Linked DNA regions of Sus scrofa: region 1 is linked to region 2. Evidence: chromatin contacts called from public promoter capture Hi-C data. All regions are on one chromosome and are shown on one strand. Each heading gives the region's core, a stretch centred on a gene start, on an enhancer-like site or on the middle of the called end of the contact. The rest is flanking DNA. Distances are from core to core; before and after follow the strand shown. Region 1 holds the start of C2H11orf95. Region 2 holds the start of OTUB1 (OTU deubiquitinase, ubiquitin aldehyde binding 1).

Region 1 (5,422 bases), core at 1,456-3,955, 190 kb after region 2:
AGGTACTCAGGACTGGCTCAGTCAATGTTTTTTGTTTTGTTTTTAATTTTTTTTTTTTTTTTTTTGGTCTTTTCTAGGGCCACACCCTCCGCATGTGGAGGTTCCCAGGCTAGGGGTCGAATCAGGGCTGTAGCCTCCAGCCTACCTCAGAGCCACAGCAATGTGGGATCCGAGCTGTGTCTGCGACCTACACCACAGCTCATGGCAACCAAGGGAACTCCCTATTTTGTTTTTAATTAAAAAAAAAATTCAAGCATAGTTGATTTACAATGTTGTGAATCAATGCTTTTTCAGTAAGTGGCTAAGTAAATGATTGGCCTTGGGTGAGACTCTTTAACACTCTGAGTCTCTGCTTCTTCATCTGCAAAACGAAGCTTCATCTTTGTAGGGTGGCTCTGGGGATCAAATGACAAGTGGAAGATGCCCTGGAACCCTGGAGCTTGGAGCCAGTCCTGAAGCTACATACGCAGGATGTGGGCAAGGAGAGGAGACAGAGGTTGTTAAAAGTGGCTCTAGGTGGTGTCTGTACCTTTTTGTTGGTAACAAATTCAATTATCTTATTTATACACAGAGAAAAACAACCAGAAGGACATTTATCAAAGTGTCTCACCGGAGTTCCCATCGTGGCTCAGTGGTTAACGAATCCGACCAGGAACTATGAGGTTGTGGGTTCAATCCCTGCCCTTGCTCAGTGGGTTAACGATCCGGCGTTGCCGTGAGCTGTGGTGTAGGTTGCAGACGCGGCTCGGATCCTGCGTTGCTGTGGCTCTGGCATAGGCTGGTGGCTACAGCTCTGATTTGACCCCTAGCCTGGGAACCTCCATATGCCGAGGGAGTGGCCCTAGAAATGGCAAAAAAACAAAAAGTGTCTCACCGTAGCCAACCCTGAACACGAGTTATCTTTGTAATTTTTGAAAAACCATACTTAGGAACGTGTGAAGGTCAGGTCTGCGTCTTACTTTCCCTTTGTGTCCCTGGCCTGGCATAGGTGAGGTACATGTCAAGGAAGGAATGCCCCATTTCACTGCCCCATCAGCTCCAGGGCCCCTGCCCCAAGTGGGTAAAGAAGCGCAGCTTTTTCTGGAGAAAAAGGCCAGCGGTGGAGAGAGCAGGGCTGTAGGATGGAGTCCCTGTCGACCCAAGGTGACATCTTTCACAGGTCATCATGGGGACTGAGGAAGAGATGGGACACTTCCAATGGTGCTAGACACCTTTTAGGCATTTTAGACATTTTAGTTCCTGGCCCCTCTTCACACTTAGGACACAGGCTTCCTGTCTTCCAATTAATTTACTATTTCCATTGGCTCCCGAAGGGATGGAATTGTTTCTTTTTTATAAGTCTTGGGTGCTAAGTCAGGAACAGTATCAGACTTTCTTGTTCACTGCTGTCTGCCCAGCGCCTAGGAGCATGCTGGCACACAGTAGGTGTGGAATAAGCAAAGGAATGAGTCCAGGGTGACTTTAACGGATTGCTGGGCACCTCCCCAAGGAAGAGAATAAAACCCACCTCTAGATAATAAGACCCTGCATGGCCTCCTGCACCCTGTAATTTGGATCTCTAGGAATCGCCTTTGTTGTGGGCGACCAACCACAGGCAAAGAAAGCACCTGCTCCTCCAGCTGGTCCCCGCGGAAGGACCCCAGGCTGCCGCACTCCTGGCTGCTCCTCTAATCCCTCCTCTCAGCTTTCGGGGACCTGAGGGGCTCCAAGGCTTCCGGGGGCTCGCACCCAGGGTCCGCCCCAGATCTTCCCAGCTGTGGTGGCACGCGTCCCCAAGTGTCCGACACCACGCCCGGGGCCAGCGTTCTTCGCCTCCTCATGCAGAGGGTCTAAGGCCCCGTCTAGGGCTTCGTCTGGCAGCCCCGGCCTGCGAGGACTGGAGCCTGAGTCACCGCGGCACACGCCCTCTGCTCCCGGCTTCCATCCTGGGGCCACCTCCTCCCGGCAGCGTCGGGCCGCGGCGAAGCCAGCTCTCGCCGGGTCTACTGCGCGCCCCCTCTCCCCGGCCTGAGTCTCTGCGGCCGCGGTCCCCGCCCCAGCTAGCTCCGGGGGAGCTTCGCCCGTCCCCCCTCCAATGCAGAAGACCGAAATCCCAGCGCTCGCGGGCGGCTCCCGCGGGAGGGGGCGCGGCCGCCCCCGCGGCTCCACCCTTTCGGCGGGGCAGCAGCCATCAGGGGCCCCTGCCAGTCGTGTCCGCTCTGGGGCCCGCGCCGAGCTTGCGCGGGAGGAGGCAGCCCCTTGCAGGGACCCGGGCCTCCCCACCCGGCGACCTTCCAGCCAGCGCCTGTGCGGGGAGCTGGGCGCGGAGATGCCCCGAGGGGGCAGTGGCTGCGAGCCGAACCGGGGTGGAAGCGCGTCGCAGCAGACGAAGCGCCCCTGGCCACCTCGGTGACCCTTCAGAAGCCGGGACCTGAGCCCGGGAGGCGGCGGCGCGGGTCCGCGAGGTCCGTGATTCTAACGTCCGCGGCGGGCACCGGCTGCTGAGCCTTGGTCTGGCTCGTCGCCTCCCGCCTCTCCCCCCAGCCCCCCTAGAGCTGGCAGGAGGAAATAGCGCGCGGCCCCTTTAAATTTACCCAGGAGCCCTTAAAGGAGCCCCAGGGGCCCCAGACAGGAATCCCCACCCCGGTCCAGCCCGCGCCGCCGAGCTAGCAGCCAGCCGTCCGTGCGGCCGGCCGCCCCGTGCATGCGCCCCGCGCCCCGGGGCCCCGCGCACCGAGCGCCGCGTGCGGGCCGCCGTCGGCCCCGCGGCCCCACGCCCCGCCGCCCCGGGGCCCCGCTCTGCAGCGCAGCGCATGGAGCCCAGCGGGGACCACCGGAGCCGGAGCGGCGGCGGCAGGGGCGGCCCCGGGCCAGCAGCGGCCTCGGCACGGGGCCGACGGCTGCCGCCCTCTGGATCAAGCGGCGGCGCGGAGCCGAGGAGGACGACGGCGGTAAGAGCTGGCTGGGGCCGGCAGCTCGGGTGGGGGCCCCGGCATGGGGGAAGGGAGGGCTGCGGCTCCGGGCTCCGGGCCCCTCTCCGCCGCCGAACAAAGGGGGGGACGCGGGCAGGGCGGCCGGGGGCGCCACCTGGCGGGCGCGGATCGCGGCTGCGGGGCCAGTCGGGGAGCCCCCCGCCCTGCTCCCGGGGTTGGCCCGCGGGGCTCGGGCGGATCCCCTCCCCCTTAAAGGGCCCCGAGGCCCCCGCCTTGGAGGCCAAGCTGGGGGGCCCCGAAGGGCCCGGCCAGGCGCCACGGGGCACGCGCTCTAGGCTGTTGGCTCGCGGCCCCCGCCCCTTTCTCTTTCAGACTCCCAGGTGGTCTCCCTTATCCGGCTGTCTCTTAAAAGTCTGCTCAGACATTGGGTCTCTTTCCGGGCTTCCCCTCAGAAGAACTGAGCTGGGGACTCCGCTGCTTTAAGTTGGGCTGTCTTCTCTTCTGTGGCCTTGCCTAGAGAAAGGAACCCTTTTCCCCCCGCTGCGTTCTCTCTGGGAAAGAGCATGGCTTGCGCCTCTTGGGGACCTACCGGTACCTTCCCAACGGCGGGCAGTTTTTGAAGGGATGGGCTCGCCCACAAAGGCATACACCCCTCCTGTCCGCGCGTTATCCCCTCCCTTCTTTTCAGAACATTTGCCACAATTTGTCAGCTATAGCGGGACCAGCCGGTCCTCTTCATTGCTCTCAGAGGAGACTGTTTCTTCATCCCTCTGCTTCAGGGTCAACGCCTTAAGACCCCCGAAGCTTCTGTCCAGCTTGGGAGATTCTGTCCTAATCCCCGAGCTCCCCTCCCAGAAACTCCCCATCCCCTTTTGTTTTTAAGGAATCCCAGCTCCTCCCCTTTTTTCGGCTCTTAAAGGGCCAGTCCATCTTAGACTAACATATCCAGCGCTGGAAGGATGCTCAGAGACCAGCTAGCTATCCTGTGCCTTTGCAGACAAAGACGCTTAGGCCCAGAGAGCGGACATGACCTATCAAAGGTCACAGAGCAAGTTACCAGTGAAGCCAGGAGTCGAACCAGGTTTCTAACCCTGAAAGGAGTGCTTTCTTTTTCTTTGGATCTCCCTAGATCCAAAACCAAACAAAACCACAGTGATGACAGGGGCCCTCTCTGATCCTGCCTTTTGTTTCCTAGACCGTGAGATTCTCCACTGGGAGAATGACCACACCTGTCCATTCGGCATATGTGGTCAGGAGGCCCTTTTTTTAATAAAATAGGGTCCAAACTGTAGGGAGGGTGGGGATTGCTCAGCCTGTTTGGCGAAAGGGAATACCCCTGGGCTGGTGGCTTCTCCACTGCCTGCCCTCTGATTGCTGGGCAGTGGCCGGCTCCCTGCCAGAGCAAAAAATAAATCCCCAGAAAGACTTAATGGACTCCACTGGGTGGTGGCCACTCCCAGCCGCAGAATCTTCAGTGGCCACTCTGGTGGCCCTTCTGCCATCCCTTTTCAGTCATCAGCTCTCCGAGACTCTAGGACAGTCAGGGTCCTAAAAACTCCTTTCCATGGAGGTGTTGACAGCTTTGTCATGGGGATCTGTCCTGTGGGCCCCTAAATTTGGGTAACTGACCATGCTTAGTGCCCCTTAAAGTGGGACTCTCAGGACGGTGTATTTGAGGCATTATCCGAGAAAGGGAGATCCTCTTTGGGTGGGGCCCTCCTGGCTGGGGCCTCAGGCGGGTGGGTCCTGTGTGCAGCCCTGGAAGCAGACAGATGCCCCCTTTGTTCTTCTCGCCCCGCTGCTCTGCTCTGGCTGTAACCGCCGCAGCATGTACACCGTACCTCTACGGCTCAAAGAGGGGCCCTGGCAGGGCTTGCCGCCTCCTTGGCCTTCACCTTATTTCTCAGAAAGTCAGAGCTGTGCCCTGCATCCTTTTGTTCTTGAACCTCGCTCTCTATAAAGGGCCAAGGTTTTGACTCCCTGCTCACCCACCTCCCTTTTATTGCTGTTACCACCCCCCTTCTGCCCCCGGATGACCCCCCCCTCCCTTTCTCAGGCTGTGAAATCGAAGCCCTGGGTTCTTCCCTGGAAATCGGAGATTGAAAAACTGTCTCCTTCTCCCCTTCCTCAGGGCAAGAGCTTCAGCTGGAAGGGGGTGCCTTGGGGTCCTGGGGGAGTGCCCCCCTGCCCTCTTCCAGGGCCAGGGGACCCGCATCTTCAGGCAGGAAATACTCAGACCACTGTGAGGCCCGGGCCTCAAGGCCTGGAAAGAGCCGCATCCCCGGCCGTGACCACCGGCGCTACTACCACGACCACTGGAGGCTGGAGTACCTGATGGACTTCAACCCTGCCCGGCACGGCATGGTGTGCATGGTGTGTGGCAGCTCCCTGGCCACTCTCAAGCTCAGCACCATCAAGCGGCACATCCGCCAAAAGCATCCGTACTCCCTGCATTGGAGTCCCCGGGAGAAGGAAGTCATCAGCAACAGCTGGGATGCCCACTTGGGGCT
Region 2 (6,075 bases), core at 1,645-4,144:
AGCTGGGGGAGGAGTAGCATTTACTAAGCCTGCAGGCTGTGCCCATGAGATGCTGTTTACACATGCCACTGTCACACTTCACACTCCCAGCTCCCAGAGAAGACAGGGGGTTGTCAAGGAACTCACCTGTTTGTAAGTGACACCCGGGTCCCTTTCCCCCTGCCTCTCCACAGGTCCCCAAGGCCACAGGCCTCCTCCCAGCTGGCTCAGCCCCAAGTCAGCCTGAGACCGTCAGCTCCCGCCTGCCCCAGGCCCCACAGGCACCATCTCCCTCAGCCTGTGACTGCCCCGGGGGCAGATGCTTTCACCTTCCCGATTTCACAGATGAGCGCCATGGCTCAGAGATGGCGCAGCAGCTGCTGGAGACACAGCTGCTGTGTGGCGGAGTATTTGAATCAAGGTCTCTTTGGTTCCGGAGTCTGAACATTGACGAACCAGTGACCAGAGGGCCCCCCCAACATCCTGCCCTCTCTGAGGCCAGGCCCAGCGAGGAGCAGGTCTCAAGCAGGCATGCTCCTGCCCCTGCCTCTACCCAAGGGCTCTTCCTGCCCCCTTGGCCAGGCTCCCACCTTGATCTTCTGTTGATAGATGTTGTCGTCCTCGGCATACTCTTTGTACAGGACGGAGAGCTCCAGTCGCTCCGAGACCAGAGGGTTCTGCACAGCAATCTGCAGGGGCAGGAAATCCATCAGATGCTCTGACAGGTGAATGCAATGACCCACACCCAGCAGCGAGAACACCTGAATGACGGTGCTGGGCCAGTCACTCAGTAGCAGTGACCCTCTCCCCTACAGGCGTTCCGTACCCAGAACAGCTTGGAGAGGAGGGGACTTCCAAAATAGAGAGAAACAACAGGCCGCAGGCCCAGCTCCTGCATCCCCAGAGTAGGGCCGCTGGCCACAGCCCCTCACCTCTTGCTGAATTCGGTCCTGCTGAGCCATGATGGCTTCATCATAGGCAAGACAGTTAACACCTGGAATAAGGAAGAAAGCCAAGGTTTACAAGGGGCCCTGGTTAGCCCCACTGTGGGCAGCTGTGTCGAGGACAGGAGCAGCCCAGGCCAGGAGAGCAGACCTGGAATGTGGAGGCACGTGTCAAACCCTGCCCCACCCCAACTGTGTGATCTTGGCAAGTCCTTTCCTTTCCTGGGCCTTCGTTTTCTCATCCTTAAAATGAGGGGGCAAAGGTGACCACTCTTCTGGCTCTAACAACCCCCCTTTCCCCTTGCTTTCTAACAGCACTTCCCAGCAGCCTGGGGAGGCCCTGGAGCCAGGCGGGGTCTCTTGGGGAAAGAAAGATGAGGCAGCAGAGTCCTGGGCCGGATGGGAGCTTCCTGTGAGTCTGCACTCTACCCAATCACACCCCTCCTCCTCCTCCTGCCATCCTGGGGACTTTTTTTTTCTTTCATTCTCTTTTGGCCACACCCACAGCATATGGAAGTTCTTGGGGCAAGGATGGAATCCAAGCCGCAGCTGTGGCAACACCAGATCCTTAACCCACACGCCCCGCCAGGGATCCAATTGGCGCTTCCAGAGACAAGCCAGATCATTAACCCACTGTGCTACAACAACTCTCCATCCTGCATACGCCCATTTTAGATAACAAATGCAGACAGGTGACGTAACCCCCCCAAGGTCACAACCAGAAAGACCTGTGGTCAAATCCAGGTGTGTCTCATTTCAAAGTTTGAGCTCTTCACAATTACTCCCCCGGGGCCACCTGAGTGCAGAGGCCTGTCCTCGGCTGGAAGCAGGGACTGATACCACCACCATCCCCTCAGCGAGATGTCCTGAGGAGGTGGTTCCTTAGAGGCACACTGTTAAGTGCTCATCCGTGAGTTGAGCAGGTCCACCCTGTGGGCCCCACTCTGAGCAGCCACTGGGGAGAAGCCAAGGGACCTGAATCCTGGCCCCAGCTCTTTCTTAACTTATGTGGTTACAAACAAGTCCCTTCTAGTGGGACGGGTCTCCCAAAGTTCAGTCCTTCAAGTGTGCAGTTAGAACAGGAGGTGTGTCCTGAATGATTTTTAAGGCCAATACTTTTAACTTTGAGCATCCTGGATCCTCGGCTGGGCCTCGACCCATCGCCTACACTGCCCTGCAACAGGAATGTCCCTCTCACCCTGAGGACCTACTCAGGCCCCAGAGTCTATCTTGGGGTGAAAAAGAAGAGAGTGGACCATTTAAAAGGACCAGCTCTTCAGGAGTCTAAGGATACAACGCCTAGTCAGGCGGAAAGGGGCTGCAAAGGCAGAAGAAGGGGCTCTACCGAAAATGAAGGCTGCTGCCCTCAGGGGCACACACCGGCGGCCGCTCAAGACCCCAGGGCGCCCGCAGCATCCCCGGCGGCCTGCCCAGCCCTTTGTGCTCCGCAGCCCGGTGTAATTCGACGCCCTCCCGGGCTTGGGTTGGTCTGGAGAAGGCAGGCGGCCGGGCCCAGACTAGGCCTGGGCCTGACTGCAAGGACCAGGGCTGGACGGCTGGGGACCCCAGGGCCAGGCGCCCGGCGGAGAGGGGGCTGGGTGGGGGGCGGGCGCGGCCCAGGCTCCGCCCCGGGAACGCGCAATGGGGAAGAGCCGGGGGCCCGGGCTAGCACTGCTCTCTCGCACGCCGCCCGCCCGGCCGGGGGTCGCGGCGACCGCTCCTTCCATTGTGAGGGGGAGGGGAGGAGGCGGCGGCGGCGGCGGAGGAGGTGGAGGAGGAAGGGGCCATAAGCGCGCTTCGAAGCTGGCCGCTCCGCCCTTGGCCTCCTCGTGAGCCGGTGACCCGGCATCGCCCCCGCTGGCCTAGGCCGGACAGCCCTCCCCGGGTGGGTACCTTCAGAGTCGCTGCCCAGCGGCTCCTGCTTCTGCTGCTGAGGTTCCTCCGCCGCCATCTTTAAACAGCGCCGCACTGCCGACCACTTCCGGGTTACCAGTCGCCCTCCTCCCGGAAGAGAGCCCCTCCTTGTGGCACCTCCTTAGTAACGCCCCTAGCAACAGGATCCCCTTAGGCGTTGCCACCTGAGGGGCTCCCAGTCCCTCGGGCTGCGGTGGAAGCCGAGCGAAAGCCAGGCAGTCCCCGCCCACCCTCCACCCGCAAGCTTGCTCAGCTCCATCATCCCAGGCTCCCAATGTGCCCGGTAGTGATAAGAGCCTCCTGGGGCCGCTTCAGTTTTCTTTTCACTGGAGTTTGAAGCGCGGATTGTGTTATTGAGATAAGCAGGAAGATGAAATTAAAATCACTGAAGGCAACATTCCTGCTTCGGGCTCTAGAACTCATTTCAGGCGCTTACAATGAGGATCACCTGGCGTTAACATCAGAGCCCTGGGCATTACCGCCCCTCTTCCCTGAGCCTCAGTTCTGAGCGGGCATTGGTATCCTGCTTCTGGCAGAAAGAACATGTCCCTTGAGGTCAAAGACCTAACTTTGGACTCTCTGCCCTTATGAATAGGAGGAAATTAGAGATTTGGGGGGGGATTGTTTGGTTGTTAAAGAAAGGAGTTGAGGGAGCTCCCTGGTGGCCTAGGGGTTAAGGATCTGGCATTGTCACTTCTGTGGCTTAGGTCACTGCTGTGGAGTGGGTTCGACCCCTGGCCCAGGAACTTCTGAATGCTGTGGGCACAGTCCAAAAAAAAGAAAAAGAAAAGAAAAAGAAGGGTTGGTAAGAAGGGAAAACAGATTAGTGATTGCCCGGGCTTAAGGAGGAGTTGGGGGCAGAAGGGAAGTGGGTGTGATGGTGAAAAGGAAACAGAAGAGCCTCCTTGTGGAGATGGAAATGCTCTTTCTCTTGATTATATATGAATATCCTGGAATGTGCGGTACTATAGTTTCAGGTGCAAAGCGCTACCCGTGGCGGGAAGTGAGTAACCTGTAGACAGGGTAGACGGGATCTTTATGTGTCTACTCAGATTGCCTGTGAATTATCTAAAAATAAAATGTGGAGTCCGCATTGTGGCTCAGCAGGTTAAGAACCCAACATAGTGTCTGTGAGGTTCGATCCCTGGCCCTCGTTCCGTGGGTTAAGGATCTGGCGTTGCTGCAAGCTGTAGTGTAGGTCACAGCTGTATTCAAACGCCTCATTGCTGTGGCTGCGGCGTAGGCCGGCAGCTGCAGCTCCGATTCAACCCCTAGCCTGGGAACTTCCATATGCCGCAGGTGTGACCTTAAAAAGAAAAACAAAAAAATGTGGCAAGGCCTTGGGTGCTAAAGATGCTGTTATTTAATGAGGTTACAATCTGGGGCTCAGCTTCTCAACTTTTCACTATGGAGGGCCTTTTTGTGACATGATAGTGATATGTTAGCACTTGAGGAGGCTGTGCCTGAGCCCAGTCAGACCCCTCAGTTCCTGACAGCATGGGAGCACAGTGTGGCTGAATGTCTTCGTGAGCTACATCCAGCGCTGGAGCAGGGGCAGCTGGTGCCTGGGCTCATCACACAGCCCACAGAGGCTGTCTGGGCAACACTAGGAATGCCAAGTCTGTGTCCAGCAACATTGCAAATTACTATGTATTGGGTCACTGAACCTTGGGATTGCTCCAAACTCAAGAAAGCCGAGGGTCCACCATTCGGACCCCATGCCCATCAAACTGCTCATTCCCTTTCCCAGTTTTAACAATGAAATCTGTAACCGCCAGTCGGATTGTCAGTCAGTAGCACCTGTATTGCCGAAGGAGAAGCTAAGACAGTTAATGACGAAAAGATGATTTCTATTTGGCTTTTTACAAAAATCTTGAAAATAGCTATACGGCAACTCCACTCTTACCCACACTCCTTGTTTTGAGTAGGGAGTCCAGTTCTGGAGAGAGAGAAGGAATCCCCGTTGTGGCCCAGGGCTGGACTGCAGCAAGGCTGCCGACACCAAATGAATGCCTCCCTCCCACACAAGGGTCTGGGGCTCGAGGAACAGACCTGCCCCCTCAGCGTATACAGGGAGTGCAAATGAGGCCCCCCTCCCCCGACCTGCTGCCCAACTCCCCGCTTGTCAGGCAGAATGGGAAGGAAATGGCCAGAGAGAAGCTTTGGCTCTTCATCCAGCCCCAGGACGGTCAACTTTTGCCCCATTCTTTTGGTTTGGTTTGGTTTTGCTTTTTAGGGCTGCACCTGTGGCATATGGAAGTTCCCAGGCCAGGGGTCTAATCAGAGCTACAGCTACCGGCCTACACCACAGCCACAGCAACGGGGATCTGAGCCGCATCTGCGACCTACACCACAGCTCACGGCAATGCCAGATCCTTAACCCACTGAGCGAGGCCAGAGATCAAACCCACACCTTTGTGGATACTAGGCGGATTCATTTCTGCTGAGCCACAATGGGAACGCCCTGCCCCACTCTTTTCCATGCCAATTAAGTTGGTGGTTAATAATGGTTTTCTTACCCTCATTCCATCTCTCCTGGTATTTTTACCATTTTTGGATTTTGGTTGTAGTTTGTTTTGGCCACACCCAAAGCATGCAGAAGTTCCTGGGTCAGGGATCAAACCTGTGACACAGCAGTGACAACACCAGATCCTTAACTACCAGGCCACCAGGGAAACTCCCTGATTCTCCATCTGGAAGCATCTAAAACCCAACAGCACATTTGCCAGGAATCACCAGCATAGCTCCAGACATTTATCTCTGCCTCTTAATTTGCAAACCTAGCAATGGTCCAGCACTGCTGGTCCTGCCCACTGAGACCTATAATGAAACAGGCAGCACTGATGCTTGGGTTCAGGCTGCTGTTAGAGACAGTGGCAAAGGTAACAGGGAGCAGCCAGCGAACTGACACGGCATAGATGCCTCCTCCCAGCCCCAGAATGTGCCCCAATGCCACATCCATGACCGTTGGATGGTCAAGTGGAGAGGGGACCCATACCAGGACCCAGGGACTTTGAAGCCTCAGCCAGAGGAAGCACAGAGGCCCTAGAGAGCCACATGGCTTCCAGCGCCACACAACGTCTCAGGGGAGAGAGCCAGGTAACAGGGACATGGCACGGGCCTTGGGAAAGCCACAACCATCCCAAGGGGGGCCACGGCCAGGAGAAAGCCTCAAGGTGAGCCAAAGATGAGGCCTTGGCGATCCCTCCGGAGGCGAGCTTGGGAGTCAGGCAGCTGT

What was found. Promoter capture Hi-C pulls out the DNA fragments that hold promoters and counts their contacts.
Region 1: a contact with region 2 is called in a promoter capture Hi-C map of fetal liver, with 2.2 times the contacts expected there. The contact joins the promoter of C2H11orf95 here to the promoter of OTUB1 in region 2. A contact is called at or near these places in 1 of 5 promoter capture datasets (fetal liver) and 1 of 2 datasets of contacts at active chromatin or transcription factors (alveolar macrophages).

The regions. Positions count from the first base shown.
Region 1 is chr2:8,279,335-8,284,756 of Sscrofa11.1, forward strand. It overlaps C2H11orf95, which reads left to right and starts at 2,706. Exons shown (of 6, transcript XM_003122601.4): 1 at 2,706-2,913; 2 at 2,916-2,930; 3 at 5,044-5,422. The coding sequence starts at 2,793.
Region 2 is chr2:8,092,661-8,098,735 of Sscrofa11.1, forward strand. It overlaps OTUB1 (OTU deubiquitinase, ubiquitin aldehyde binding 1), which reads right to left and starts at 2,895. Exons shown (of 7, transcript NM_001162403.1): 1 at 2,817-2,895; 2 at 912-973; 3 at 570-668. The coding sequence starts at 2,874.